2 separate regions of the Mus musculus genome follow, and region 1 is linked to region 2. Evidence: chromatin contacts called from public Micro-C data. All regions are on one chromosome and are shown on one strand. Each heading gives the region's core, a stretch centred on a gene start, on an enhancer-like site or on the middle of the called end of the contact. The rest is flanking DNA. Distances are from core to core; before and after follow the strand shown.

The links. A called contact is a pair of places that touch in the nucleus more often than the background predicts.
Region 1: a contact with region 2 is called in a Micro-C map of embryonic stem cells, with 2.7 times the contacts expected there. The contact joins the promoter of Lrrc34 here to the promoter of Mecom in region 2. A contact is called at or near these places in 1 of 39 promoter capture datasets (embryonic stem cells), 3 of 484 Hi-C or Micro-C datasets (all in embryonic stem cells), 1 of 115 datasets of contacts at active chromatin or transcription factors (embryonic stem cells) and 3 of 9 other capture datasets (adipose tissue, liver and pancreatic islet).

Annotation. Positions count from the first base shown.
Region 1 is chr3:30,646,494-30,649,952 of GRCm38.p6, reverse strand. Lrrc34 (leucine rich repeat containing 34) reads left to right here and starts at 2,135. Exons shown (of 11, transcript NM_027941.1): 1 at 2,135-2,283. It overlaps Lrriq4 (leucine-rich repeats and IQ motif containing 4), which reads right to left and starts at 1,984. Exons shown (of 6, transcript NM_001290510.2): 1 at 1,693-1,984; 2 at 1-48. The coding sequence starts at 1,727.
Region 2 is chr3:30,507,598-30,511,200 of GRCm38.p6, reverse strand. Mecom (MDS1 and EVI1 complex locus) reads left to right here and starts at 1,442. Exons shown (of 16, transcript NM_001370769.2): 1 at 1,442-1,771. The coding sequence starts at 1,735.

The DNA.
Region 1 (3,459 bases), core at 886-3,385, 140 kb before region 2:
CTCAGTAGTTCCTTGGTCAGGGTTTTGAAGGTGTCAATTATGTCAAATCTGAAATACCGTGAAAGGGGGGATTGGGAGGTGGGGGGAGGGGAGCGCAAAGGTTAAATGACTGAAATTATTCTGCAACATAAAATTTAGATTTTTTTTTTTCTAAAAAAAATCATGTCAGGCTGAGAGTTAAAGGGTAAGCAACTCTTTCTAGGAAGTTTGTGCACATGTGTTAACACACAGATGGCCTCATTTCAGCTTCAAAAACTTGCTTGATTAGAGGCTTAAAAATGCCTTTAAAAATACTTTAAAAGCACTTATTGCTCTTGCATAGGAACCCAGTTGGGGACCCCAACACCCAAATCTGGAGGCTCACAACTGCCTGTAACTCTGGCTCCAGGAGGATCCCATGCCTTCACCTGTCCTCGGGAGCTCCTGGACTCCCAGCCAGCTCACCCCCAAAATTGCATAATTGTTTTTTCACAGATGAGCATACATAGTGTTGTACACCTTGTTCCCAACACTGGAGAGGCAAAGACAAGTAGGTCTTTGTGAGTTCGAGACCAACCTGGTCTACACAGTGAGTTCCAGGACAGCCTGAGATACACAGTGAGACCCCCGTCTTATAAACAATAGAAAAACAAAAACAAATAACTTTTTAAGATGCTTATTTTGATTTAGTTTCAGATGAGTTCTAGAAGGTTCCAAAAGGTCATAGCTCTTGCCATCACCCCCAGAAGACATTGAGAAAAATTATATCATACATAATATATATTATATATAAAGTTATCAGAGATGAAAATTAATGATCAGCAACCACTTTTCTCTATGTATATAAAAGACCGGTGGAAGGTCATGTCTGGTGAGGCTGGGTAGGCAGAGAAGCCAGCCTTCCATAGGCAAACAAAAAGCTAACTGAACAAACCAACCATGCCTGGGACAGGAGAACCCAACCAAAGAGAACAATTTTTAATAGTTCCGTGGTTGTCAAGAGGGGCAACTCCTCTAGTCTGGAGTACTCGCAAGTGCAGGGTGAGTTTTCCCACCAGCCAGGGTTCCATTAGATATTTGATCGATAAGAGCCCTTTGGGGATGGTGCAGGTAGGACTAAGAAGAATCCTGGTCTCAGTCAGTTGCTGTACTGCTTGCTCCAGAGGCAGAGCACACCCCACTCCACCCCTCCCCTGCCCCTTCCCCCTCCCCTTTCCCCCTCCCACCCCACTGGTACAGCATCTCCAACCTTTCCTTTCTTCTACCTTCTTAATTCAAAAGAATCTGAGACAGAAAGGGGCAGAGGCTAACTTAGGGACTTTCCTGGAAACTCAAGGGGTAAATGCACATATTTCTGCACTTTAGCATGCTACCTGTGGAGAAAGGACCTTGAAACTCAATTCCTGTACCCACCCAGAACTTCGGCCTTGCCCGGGCTTTCCTGGTAGTAGAGGCAGAGGGATGGAAATTGCCTATGTGGCAAGGACTTACATATTTAGTTATTCACTTTTAACTTATCACCTCTCCTAGATTTCTGTGACTATTTCAGACCCCACTTCCAGACTAGATTCATCATCGGTGGGTCTACAACCGAGCATCCAAGGGTCCCGAACATCCTGCCCCATTCCTTCACAGCCTTACTACAAAGAAGATGCGAAGACTCCACATGGATACGACCTTGCCTGCCTCCATACTCTTGAGTACTGACTGTACCTGTGCATCTGCAGCTTGGCACTGGGATAGGCCATCTCAGATTAGTCTGGAAGTCGCCTTCTCAAGGAAACTCTTCCAGGGGGCTCTACCCCTTCAAAAAAAAAATCCTTTAAACTACTACACACTTGGAGGTTCTACCATTAGATTCCGAGCTTAGCCCTTCGGAAAAGGTGAGACAGGCTGGGTCACCAGGGTTTGTAGTCCTAGTCCCTAGCCCAGCAGATGAGGCTCCTAAACCCTCGAAGCTCCACCATCAGAATGTGTAACCTAGAGCGGATAGGCTTAAAGTGATGATCACTGCCTCCCACTTCAGGCCTCGAGGTTATAGAGTACCCCGCCCTCTTAACGGTGGCCCCGCCTCTTCCCTCTTTCTCCAAAAGGAAGCTTCTGTGGTTGCCATGGGAGCGACTCTGGTTACTGGACTCGTAGTGGGCCGAGCCCTGTGAGGACTGAGCAGGGGCAGACTGTTGAAAAAGCTCAGCCACGGCGGCCTTCCTCTTTAGAGGTCGAGGTCCGCAAAGCGAGCTGGGTAAGGGGCACCGGGCTCTAGGCGAAGGAAAGGGCAGCGGATCCCGCCTGCAGAAGCCCCAGGTATGGAGGCGCCCTTGACCAACGCTGGTCCCCTGTCTTCGTGAGGAGAGTGGCTTTGCTCTGGCCTCCCTCCTGCTTTTTGAGGAGGGTCTGGGGGAGGTATGCCGCGGGGAGGGGAGGCTCTGCGCCCCTGAATTTGTGGAAGTTACGGGAAAATACCTCAGATAAGCAAGAAGCTCCTCAGAGTTTTTCTGAGTTCCCACTTCTAGACTACCCACAGTTTCTTTTAATCACTTTATCTTATTTTTTTTTAAATATCATATAGAAGAAGGGATTTCATTGTGACATTTCCATTCATATATATAATTCCATGTGCACTTTGAGTGCATCCATGAATTTAACGAATTAAACATAAGACTGGGGATATATTCAGGAGTTGTTGGGCAGTTGTGAGAAACCAGAGTTCCTGCCACTACTTTTAGACTATTGTTTTAAAGTGTGTGTTGTGGGGGCCGGAGAGACTGCCCAGAGAGACATTAATAAGGGAAATAAGATGATAAAGGAGGGAACACCGACACTGCTAGTTTGACCTGGAGCCTGATGGAAGAGGAGGACGGGGCTGCGGAAAGACTGTATGCTTTTGTCCTCCACCCATGGGTGTGACTGCTGCCTTCTCAGTCACGGGGCCTCTGAAGAAAACAGCGTGGAGAGACTCAAGTCCTGCCTTTGCTTTTGACCCCTAGAAGGGCAGACACCATTAGTGCTGGTGTTCCACCCCCAAGAAGTTAGTAGCCTGAGGCAGGAAGGGCGCCAGTAGAAAGGCGCCCAGCTCTGGCTTTTGTTTAGAAACCACAGGAGCATCTGTTTCCAGGATGCTAATACTGCACTTAGTTGATGTTCCTTCCCTAAGTGCCACAGACATCTCAGAATGGGGCATTCAGGTCCCATCCCCCCTTCCGAAGCTCAGCAGAACCTAAATATTATAAATATCCTAAGTCCTGGTGTATCTCTCTCACACACATACAAACACAAATAAACTTAAAATAACTATTTTAAAAATTATAAGAAAAGTTCATTTCCTTTCAGCTTAAATATAGCAGATCTTAGGTCTTGGTCTGCAGCTTTGAGTGGTAAACTCTTAGAGTGTAGATGGCCACTCAGCAGTGGATGCTTTTAAAATATAGAAATTTAGAGAAGCAGCTGGCATCTAAGAAGCCAGGCTACTTAAAGTGTGAG
Region 2 (3,603 bases), core at 193-2,692:
GGAAGCTGTTTTCACTCCGGTTCTCTGCCATTTCCTCCTTTACTTCCCCTGTCTCTCCCTCATATTTCAAGGTTACACATCTGTCTCCCTTGGGAGCTGTAGCTTGGTTCTCTAGGGACCTGTATCTTATGTCTGAATGCTCCTGGAATTACACAGCTCTGGGGAGGGAAAGGTGGTGGGTATTCTTAGATGAGGTAGGTCCTGTAAGCTTGGCCACCGAAGCCCCTGGGAATTGAACCTAGATATTCGCTCTCTCACAACCGCAGTCTGAGCTCAAACTAAATGAATACCAACAGGTGCAACTGAGTTCCCAACAACCCTGCTCGTCCTTGCTCTCTCAGAGGAGAGACCAGGACTTTCCTGCTTCTTCCGACTTGAGTTTTAGGATGGTAGCAGCACCGCACGGAAAAGATGGCAATTTTCTTTTATGGTGTCTGGCAGGATTTGCAGCAGATATTAATGGAGACATAAATAGCACGTGGAAGGTATTGAACACAACTGTTTAATGCAAGAAGGTTGTACTAAGAAAAATCCATACTGAGTTGGGAGTGATTCATACCTTGAACACACCTAACCCCTTGCGCCTTCATTTCTGCCTGCACACTTCATTAGTAAATTCTGTAATTAGGCACATTTCAACAATGTACGTTTTGTATTTTCTAGGTATGCGTATGGAATTTCCCCCCTTCCTCCTTCTGGTGACCCCAGAGGTTGTAGGTTTCAGTGAGTGAGTGGAAATGGCAGGCGGGCTGGGTAGCAGCAGGAGGCCGGAAGGTGCCGGCCGACCTTAGGCAAGGCAGGAGGTCTTGGATGTCAAATGTTCAGCCCGGCGGGACCTGGGCATCAAGGGCGATTGTTGCTACTTGATGGAAACAGACTACTGAAATGTTCCTAGGATGGCAGCTACCGTTGGTATTACAGCTAAAATCGAGAACCGGTTATTCATCCAAAGCGGAAGCCCCAGGAACTTCAGAAGGAGAGAGCGGCAGCAAGGGCAGAGCTCTGAAGTTCAAGATGCTTCTCGCCTTCTGATAACACGTTCACGGTCCAGTCCTCAGCCTAGTTCTTGTGTAGACGGAAAGATTTATCCTAAAGTTTTTTTTCCCTCCTCCGCTCGGTTCCCCTACAGACAATGTAATTTATGGTGGAGAAAACATTAATAATAATTATAATGCAGGCTTATTGACTCCCACACAGACATAGTCCTCTGCCCCACGAATCAATTCTCTGTCCAAGACTTTTCATTTCTTTTCTTTTTCTTTCTTTCTTTTTATTTTTTTTCCCGTTTGGGCGAAGTGTCTGCTCCCCTCCAGCTCCCCGCGCTCGCTCCCCGCCCCCTGCCGCCCTCCCCGTAGCTCCCTTTCTCCGCCTCCTCGGCGATTGCCATCTGACAAGATCTCCAAATCAAAGTGATAAATCGCTCCAAACTTTTTTTGGCGGCGCTGAGATGTTGGAGGGGCGTCTAACGCGCATGTGCGAAGGTGTCCAAACTGACAATGCTAGAGATAGCGAGTGTGGATTGAGAGAAAGAGAGAGAGGGAGGGAGAGAGAGTGAAAGACCGAGTGTGTGCGTGTGTGTGCGTGTGTGAGACAGAGGAGAGAGAGAGAGAGAGAGAGAGAGAGAGAGAGAGAGAGAGAGAGAGAAGGGAGGGGGAGAGAGAGAGCAAAAGAAGGAAAAGATCCAAGAAAAAAAAAACCTAACCACCCAGCAGCGGCTGCAGGACTGGGCACAGCATGAGATCCAAAGGCAGGGCAAGGAAACTGGCCACAAGTAGGTGCAATATCCCTTTTCTATTGGCTTCCCCCCCTTCTCTGCCATCTTGCGTATCTGTGTCTAGCGCACGGGGAGAGAGCGCGGGCTGCTTTGGCGCGGGGGGCCTGGGGTGGAAGGCAGGCACAGCGCAGCCGGCAGCCGGAGCAACCTGCCGATTCCTGCCTCCGCGCCCTGGCTCCTGCTCTGGGCGCAGTGGAAGCGCGGTAGCCCTGAGCCCCGCACCAGGACCAGCTGTGGCAACTCCGGGGTGGGGGTGGGGGCAGCAAAAAGCTGGGAGGGAGGGAGGAGGGCGCGCGCGAGTGAGCGCGAAGGGGTGGGGGGAGAGGAGAGTGTGTCCCCCTCCCCTCCCTTCCCCCCCCAGGCGGGGGAGAGTCGCCTCTGGCCAACCAGCTAGTTCCCGGAGCGGGAGGAGGGGGGAAGCGGGTGGGGGGGGGGCGGGCAGGGGAAGGGCGCCTTTCTGAAGCTCTGTTTGTTTCTGGGGTTTGGGACGGGTGGCGGGCTCCGAGGGAGCCGCGGTGGCTGTGGCCGCAGCCGGCCGCGATGGAGTTGGGAAAAGTTGCGAGGCGGCCGCTTGCAAGTTGCGCGGGCGATCGGCGCTGCGCCTAGCCGCGGCTGCGGTAGTGGGCGCTGTGCGCTCGGTCCTTGTACGCGGCGGCGTGTGCGACGCGGCGGGAGCCCTGGGGAAGGGGAGGCAGGGGGGCCGGGGGGGACACGGTCCTGGGGATGGGTGGGGGGAACCCCGGCAGCGCCGAGCTCTCGGCTCCGCAGAGTCACTCGGCAGGTGGGGAGAGCGGAGGCCGCGCCGGCGTTCTCAGGCCCGGGCGTGGAGGGCGCGCGGCCAGCCGAGAACGCTGCTCCGTAAGGCCAGGAGGGCGCGCTCCGACCCGAGAAGCCCGGGCTGGCAGGGCGCCGAGTGACCCCCAGGGGGCGGGCTGCCGGAACTCGGGGCCACCAAGGGGGAGCAGCTCAGCCTGCCGTTCTCTTTCTGGGTGCAGCCGGGGTCCCGGGTCACTCGTCCTCCCCGGCGCCCTCTGTCTGCCCGGAGCGGAGCAGCCTCGGTCACGCGGGACTAGGGTAGTGGGGTTTGGGGCTATGGGGGACTAGACTACCATCCCCCACGCTTTCAGGGAAGGCTTGGGTGACACTCCAGGACAGGGTAGGGTGGGAAGGGTTGCTTAGCAGGGACTAGTAGGAGTCTGAGGTGGGTTTGTTCAAATGCTTCTGCCCAGCGTTGAAGGGGGCCCAACGAGCAGCCTGCCGCCTTCTTACTCCCTCGGACATCAGAGCTGCTTCGGGAAAGGACCGGCCAGGCCGCCCATGCCTCTCACACTTGGACTTGAGGAATCTCGAACTCTCTTAATTGTTTTGTTTCGGACCAGAGAGACTAAAGATAGGATGTGGATAGTATGTTTGCCCCAGTGAAGTCCCCAAGCGTACCCCCCCATCCCTTGCACATTGGAATTTAGGGCTGGAGGCGCTCCATGCAGCACCACCGGGCGCGTCCTGGCACAGCGGCGCCGGCTACAGTCGTAGCCCCCCGGCATTCCCGGTGTGGGGAATGCAACGTAACGCCCGGCGAGACGCTGTCCTCCCGGGCGTCTTTCCAGTGCTCCAGCCACTCCGCACTCGTGTCCTGCACTCACATACGCTCTAGCGGCATCTTTTCTCTTGGAACTCGGGTCGCAGAGATCAACCTAAATACTGGGCCGTCAGTCGGCCTCCTCGGTCAGTCAGCCGGCTTCTTTCTCTGCTCCTACGGCTCATTTCACTTCGTTGCAACAGTGTAAAGTGCGCCAGCGAAACTGTTTTTCCTGTTGGCTTTTCACTGA